Linked DNA regions of Mus musculus: region 2 is linked to region 1. The links are chromatin contacts, called in public promoter capture Hi-C maps. All regions are on one chromosome and are shown on one strand. Each heading gives the region's core, a stretch centred on a gene start, on an enhancer-like site or on the middle of the called end of the contact. The rest is flanking DNA. Distances are from core to core; before and after follow the strand shown. Region 1 holds the start of Prtg (protogenin). Region 2 holds the start of Pygo1 (pygopus 1).

What was found. Promoter capture Hi-C pulls out the DNA fragments that hold promoters and counts their contacts.
Region 2: a promoter capture Hi-C map of embryonic stem cells shows a contact between it and region 1. The contact joins the promoter of Pygo1 here to the promoter of Prtg in region 1. A contact is called at or near these places in 10 of 39 promoter capture datasets (the 3T3-L1 cell line, cranial neural crest, embryonic stem cells and 5 more), 5 of 115 datasets of contacts at active chromatin or transcription factors (bone marrow-derived macrophages, embryonic stem cells and stem cell-derived neural progenitor cells) and 3 of 9 other capture datasets (adipose tissue, liver and pancreatic islet).

What each region holds. Positions count from the first base shown.
Region 1 is chr9:72,805,297-72,808,877 of GRCm38.p6, reverse strand. It overlaps Prtg (protogenin), which reads right to left and starts at 1,604. Exons shown (of 20, transcript NM_175485.4): 1 at 1,346-1,604. The coding sequence starts at 1,421.
Region 2 is chr9:72,923,828-72,927,408 of GRCm38.p6, reverse strand. It overlaps Pygo1 (pygopus 1), which reads right to left and starts at 1,764. Exons shown (of 3, transcript NM_028116.3): 1 at 1,449-1,764. The coding sequence starts at 1,497.

The DNA.
Region 1 (3,581 bases), core at 355-2,854:
CAATAGACTTTGAAAAGTTGGTAACTTGCCGCTTGTACTCAGTGGGTGATCGGGTTAGGAAACCTTTATTTCACTTTTTTAGTGCTACCAACTGTTGGAAAAAAAATGCGTGACTAATTGGTCCTTACTGTCTAAGAAGGATAGGAGATTGCTTAATCAACCAATACACATTTTTATCAGAGCAGAGGAAATGCTTTATCCAAGCATACACAAGCCCCAGGTCCCCCAGAATAAAGCACTCCTGCCATCAGAGCAAAAGCTTGTTGATTTGAGCCAACAAAAAAAGTGGGGGTCTTGGTGGGAGTTGTTTTTTTTTTTTTTTTTTTTTTTTTTAAACATTTCTTCTGGTCAGTTCGAGGCCCTGGTTACAAATACTCAGTAATGATTTATCTGTTTCTGATCAAGATAGATCCTGAAAACCTCAGAGTCTGGGGCTCCAGACTTCCCCTAAGGTCTGCCTTGGGCAGCTACCCCAACAGCCCTGCAGCGTGCACCACTCCGGAAGACGCCCATTGTGTTTCTGAGCCGCATCCCACTTTGATCCTTTCTCTTGCTAACTGAAACTAACTCCTCCAGGGGGGGAAAAAAAAGATACGAAAGAAAAAAAAAAGAAAGAAAAGAAGAGAAGGAGGAGGGGAAAGAAGGGGAGAAGGAGAAGGAGGAAGAGACCAGTGAGGGTAACTTATAAATGAATAACTCAAGCCCCTCTCGTCAAAGACCCTCCTTTCCCTAATATTCACTTTACATTTTCCTGTCCTTGAAGAAACCAAGACTGCAGAAAGGGAAATAAATAAATTTATGCAAGTTTGTGCAAGGTTAATCTAGAGATTTCAGGGACCTCTAGCTGGGAACCCAAAGACCTACATACAGAAAGTAAGTTCTATTCAGACACCTTTCTCCTTGCCTCTCTTGGGGCATAAATGGGCCATACAACTTTCTCTTTGCAATTTCATCCTCCCATCTTCTTGCTCAGTTTGGAGCTTCGAAAACGTGGGGCGCCCCGCTTGGCCACCGAGACCTGGAGGAACCCCACTGCAAACCCTGGAAACGGCGCGCAACCGCGGCGCCCCCCTGCGTGGAGAGGCTGCCACTCAGGAAACAATATAAATAAAACCACGTGCGGCCGCGGCCGGGGAGGCAGCGCGGAGCCCCCAGCTGGCCGCAGCTCGGACAATGGCATGAACTGGGCTAGTGGTCAGCGGATCCAGGGAGACTCGGCCTCGGCCTCGGAGCGCTCCGAGAGCGCATCCGGAGAGAACCCTGGCCAGCCCCACCACCCGGGGCATCCCTGCCCGTCCCCCTCCCCGCGCACGGTCGCGCACACTCGCATGGGAAGCGCGCCCACCTGGAACCGAGCCGAGCGGCGGCAGTAGCAGCAACAGCAGCAGGGGCAGCATCCCCGGGCGCACGGGAGGCGCCATTCAGCGGGGCTGCGCGGGCATGCTCCCGGGCTGTTCGCCCGCGCCCGCTGCTCCCGCTGCTCTCCTGGACCCGCAGCTCCTGCTGCAACCCGCTGCTCCGGCGTGGGAAGGCGACGCGCCGCTTGCAGGCGCACGGAGCCCCGCGAGTGCGCCAGGCCGCGGGGACCACGCGCGCCGCGTCCAGCCGGGGGCGGAGGGAGGCTGTAGAGGGCGGCGCAGTGGACAGCCTGGCCGGCCGGGGACTACTTTCTACATCTGGCCCCTGGGCCCCGCACGGCGAGGTCGGCGCTGCTGGCGGAGGGACACGCTGAGATCGCCTGGGCGACCCCGGGGACAGGGGGAGGGCCCCGCTGGACAATGCACCTGGGGGTCAAGCCCCCGCCCCTCGGCCTGCGCGCCACGGCCGGCCACCGGGCCACAAAGGCCAATCCTCCTGGCCGCGGCCAGCCCCCCGGGGCCCTTCTCCCTCCTGCGGGCCAGTTGAAGATTCTGCACGGAGGAGGGGGTTGGGGTGGAGGGATGGTGTTGAGAGATGTGGAAAGGCCGGAGACTTCTCCCCTGATGGCCCCTGCCCATCCCCCTGCCTTGCTCACCAGCCCAGGCCCTGTTCAGGGAAACCCAGTTCCCACTTCTGAGGCTTGTCAGCGCCCCCGGAGGCATCCTATGGCGACAACCCCCACCCCCCAACTACCACCCACATTTGGAGACTGTTCTTATCTTCTCTGGTCTCATCAGATCCAGCCCTGGCTTCAAAATCATCTTAGAGAGCCCTAAAATTAGCAGTTACTTTGGGGGGCGGGGGACGTTTTAACACTGCTTCAAGCTAATTAAGTTTTTAATGTGAGAACTAAACTCAGAAAGTAGAGAGAGTAGAAGTGAGACCAGGGGCTATCCAGGGCTTGCTGTGCGAGGCCAGACTTTGGGGGTTACCTGCTTAAAAGTTAGGCTGATGAAAGAAGACACCAACGATGGGAATTTGTTCACAGCTCTTGAAATTAATTAAGGATAACCCAGAGGAGTCGATACGTACATTTAAAGAGGGCGGGCTAACGGGGGGAGGGGGGGGTACCGTATGGAGCCTACAGAGCTTTTACACGTGGATTAGCGTTTGCTAATCCCGATCTAAATCTTTGGCACATGACGAGGGCACAGGCTAAAAGCTAACTTTAATTAAAGCCGCTGACGGAAATCTAGCTTTTGTCACTAACTGCCTTTAGCAAGTTCCAGGAATCCTCCTGATTGCATGCGGGGAGGAGGGTGGGAGTGAGAGAGGGGAGAGTGGTTTTGGAAAGCCTTTAGGACTCCCGCACTTACTCTAAAATGTACTTAAAGAAAAGTCAGTCTACTTTACAATTTCATTTTAACCCCGTGTAAAATAACAGTTGCGTCCGAATTTGTCTTATAATTTAGATGAGTTTGGACAATTTCTAAACCTCAGAATATAAATTCGAATAGAAAGAAAAATGACATATGGAACTATTGCCTTTTAAATTACATTTTTGTTTGGGTTGTTTTGAAACGGGGTCTCATTTGCAGTCCAGACAAACATGGGCCTCACTCCTATGCTGTCCAGACTGGCTGGCATAGGTTTGAGCCAGCATTCCCAGACTGGCTAGATTTTTCTCTATTATGATTATTTTCTTCTCCCTCTGGGCTTCTTAGTCCCAACAGACCCCAAGTGTTTCTGTTTCCTGGATAAGATGTGTTAATAAGATGTTCTTATTCAGTTACAGCCAGGGGTCTTTAATGACTTGGGACTTGGTGCTGCTTTGAGGAACAGTATTTGCATTGAAACAAAATGAAGAAAGATGATGTTCCTTAAACACCATGCTGAACCAAGTTGACCGTGTATTTACTGCACTACACTGGACAGGAAGAGACTTCCTCTGACCATGTATAACATTTGTGGTCTGCTCAAAAGTTTTCATATGTACTCCTTGGCCTCCCATGATGAACCTGTGAGGTTAATAGAGAAGTTGGGAGCAAAGAGTTTATTTTATCTCACAGCCAACAATCCATCACTGAGGGAAGTCAGAGCAGGAACCTGGAGGCAGGAAGGAGAGATCATTGAGGAGTACCATTTCCTGGCTGGTCAGAGAGAATGTGTGTGTGTGTGTGTGTGTGTGTGTGTGTGTGTGTGTGTGTGTGTGTGTGAGTGTG
Region 2 (3,581 bases), core at 515-3,014, 120 kb before region 1:
AAACCCCTTAGGAACCCAATACTGCTTTTCTGAAAAACTGTGCAGTTCCCATCTCAGAGTAAAAGCCAAAATCTGTCTGCCTGTCTGCCTTCCTCCTCTTCCTCCTCCTCCTCCTCCTTCTTTTGTTTGTTTTTTTTGAGACAGGGTTTCTCTCTGTACCCCTAGCTGGAACTCAGAAATTCACCTGCCTCTGCCTCCCAAGGGCTGGGATTAAAGGCGTGCACCACCACACCCGGCGCCTTCTTTTTTTTTTTTTTTCTTCTTTGACAGGGTCTCAATAGCTGGATTGCAACTTACTAGTATAGATCATGCTAACCTCAAATTCACAGACATCCACCTGCCTCTGCCTCAGCAGTGTTGGAGCTAAAGGCCTGCCCACCGTGCCTAGCAAAAGACAAAGCCTTAATGACTCTCAAGACACACCCACCCTCAGCCCATCACACCTGGCTGTCCCGGCTCATCCTGGCTCACCTTGCCACAAGTTACCATAGCTGCCTTGGCACGGCTTGGATACACAGGCAAACCAAACCCAAAGCCTTTGCATCTCTGGTTCCCTTTGCCTGGAGTGCCTTCTCCCCAGGTAAGACAGGGATTGTGTCATCTTCCTTTCAGCCCACCTTCCAGGTCACCTTCTACACACTCCTGGCCTTCGCTCCCTGGAAGTCTTTTCTACCCCCATTCCCTGCTTTGGTATTTTGCACAGTACTTTACCATCTATATTGTTTACTGAGAGGTGCACTCCTGTGTAAAGAACATCTAAATTCTTTATTCACTGTTTTAACCCATGCCAAGCACAGTACTTAGTACCTAGTACATGTTCAACAAATATTTGCACAATGAACAAACTTTGAGACTCCCAGACTGAGAAACCCACCCGGAGCTGGAAATAAGGGCTGGCAGGTATCTCCAAATCTCCAGATGGTATGTGGTAGTGAGTATGTGTGTGTGTTTTAAACTTACATGCAGTACCTTTTGTTTAGTACGCCCTTCTCTCTGTTTTCTCTGAGACAGTAAGGCAAGGAAGAAAACCAATGATGCAGGAAGCTGTTTTTGTATGATTTGATTCTTAATCTTATTGGTTAATAAAGAAAACGCCTTCTGAATGTATCTAGTTCCTCTCTCTCAACTAAAAGAAAATATACTGAATATGTGTTTGCCTTTTGGAGGGAGGTGATTCCGCCAAGCGCCTCAACTCTCTGGCAGTGCAACTTAGTTTTCTGGGGGGGTGGGTATTGTTCGCGGGTGTCTCTTTTTCACCCCGAGGTGTCTATTGTGCTGTGTGGTGGGGAGCAGGAGAGGAGCCGGGTAGGAAGGGATGCTGAGCGCTGCACGTCTGCACACAAAGTGGGGACCCCGGGCGCCTGGAGCCGCGCACTTAGGCCCGGGTCGCCCCGGTGGCTTCCTCACGGGCCCGAGCTCCCTCAGTCCTCCCAACCCAGCTCCGTTACCTCTAACTCTCTTCAGCGCGATGGGCTCCTTGTCCTGTTCCGCTGACATTACCGACCGCCGCGCATGGCTCGCCCCCGGGCCGCGGGAAGCCGGTGTCTTTGATGCGGCGGCCCCTCCTCCTCTGGGTCCTCCTCCTGATCCTCCGGGTCCTCCTCTCGGTCCCTGGAGTCCTCCCGGCCGAGCTCGGAGCCCAGGCCGGCCGAGCCGCGGGCCGACTTTGAAAAGTTTGGGAGGCAGCCGAGGCCTCGGGGCTCCGTGCGCTCGCGGGGCTTAGCCGGGCTCCGCCGGGCTCCGCCGGGCTCAGGGCCGCGGCCTGGGGGCGGCGCCCGCGCCCGGCCGGGAGGAGACGCGCGCCCTGGGCCGCGCTGCGCTGCGCTCCGCCCGCGCGCGGGGGAGACGCGGCCTCCGCGGACACAAAAGCCCCCGGCCTGCAGCGGCCGCTCGGGGGACGTGGCGCGGCCCCGAGGCCTCCCCGCCCTGCCTGTGCTCCACAGCCCAGCACGGGGCCGGGCTTCGGGGGCGGGGACCCAGGGCGCGCGGAGCCCCGCACCCTCACCCGCACCCGCACAGGGTTTCGGGGCCGCGGCCTCGCTGGAAGGCTCCGCTGCGCTCCGGGGCCGTGTGCGCCAGGCCCTGCACTCACCTCGCGCCCTCCAAGGCCCAGTACCCCCGGCCCTGCGTCTCCCGCCCGCGCCCCGCAGCTCGGGCCCCGCGCTTCCCGCTGCCCTCCGAGGCCCAAGACTAGCTGGCTCTGCGCAACCTGTGCAGGGCGCAAGGGCGCAATGTCCTGCTCCGCGCTCCCCGCCACCCTCCAAGACCCCAAACCCTCCAAATCTGAGTCCAGCTCCTCTGAGCCCTGGGCTGCTCTCTGCCCTCCAGGCCCCAGGACCCCGGGCTCCACGCCCCTCTGCACGCCCAGCCCCAGCCTCCCCGAGGAAACAGCAGCTCCGAACTTCATCCCAGCCACCGCACGCCTCGCAGTCAGATTTCAGAAAAACTTTGTCAGAGAAAGCAGCATAGTTCCGGGTGGATATGTGGACACCCCACTTTTCCCGTGCCCGTGGCTCGAACTCGTGTTTCTGCAACGCCCCCTTCCTTGGAGGCGCAATGAGTGAGTTGTTCAACACAGTGCATGCAATTAACACCAGAAGAAAAGTGGGAAAGGTGACCTCACACGGACAACTTGTAGGGAGATTCTCCCACCCCAATCTGAGGAGAGTGTAAATTAGATTCCAGTAGTGGTCCACATTCTCTCCTTGAGCTGTGTGACCCGAGACAACCGAGGCACACACTCTTGAGGTTCGTTTTCTGATTTCAACTCTGTCTTCTAGCTCTGACATTCTGTGAACGTTTAGGAGTTTCCCCTGTTCGTTGTTAGGTTTTCTCGTTGTTATACTAAGAGAAATTAGGTGCAGCCTCCAATCTTCCACCAGGTATCTATCACACCGTTTGTTTCTATATCCAACTTTAGACAAGTATGTCTGACAAGTGCTCTTAAGGACAGGAGGACCTATAAACTAATCAAAACGGGATTCTCATCTTCCTATACACAGGACTTACACAATTCATTCAAGTACTCAGGCAATGGCCAAGGGAAAACCCTACATTAGTGCAATCTGCTTTAGGAAAAGAATATCCAGGTCCTGGCTGGTGATAGCATATGGCACACCACTAATCCTAGCACTCTGGAGACAGAGGCAGATGGATATTTGTGTGTTCGAGGTCAGCCAAAGCTACATACAGAAACCTTGTCTCAGGGAGAAGGAGTGGGAGGGGGAGAGGAACAAGAGAAGTGTGAGTTAGTTTTCTCAGCATTCACATAAAAGCTGAGCACCAATTTGTGTCTATAAACCCAGGATTGGGCAGTTGGAGAGAAAGGGGCCCATGGAGTTTATTGACTAGCCAGTCTACCCAAACAATAACAAGGTTCACTGAGAGACCTTGTCAAAAGACAAGGCAGAGGGAGAGGGGCTGGAGAGGTGAATCACTGGTTAGGAGCTGCTCTTTCAGATACACAAGTGACTGGTTCCCAGAACTGACATATTGGCTCCCAGTCACCCATGACTCCAATTCCAGGATCCCATGTTCTTTGCTGGCCTCTTCAGATACTAGGCGCAGGCATGGTATACATA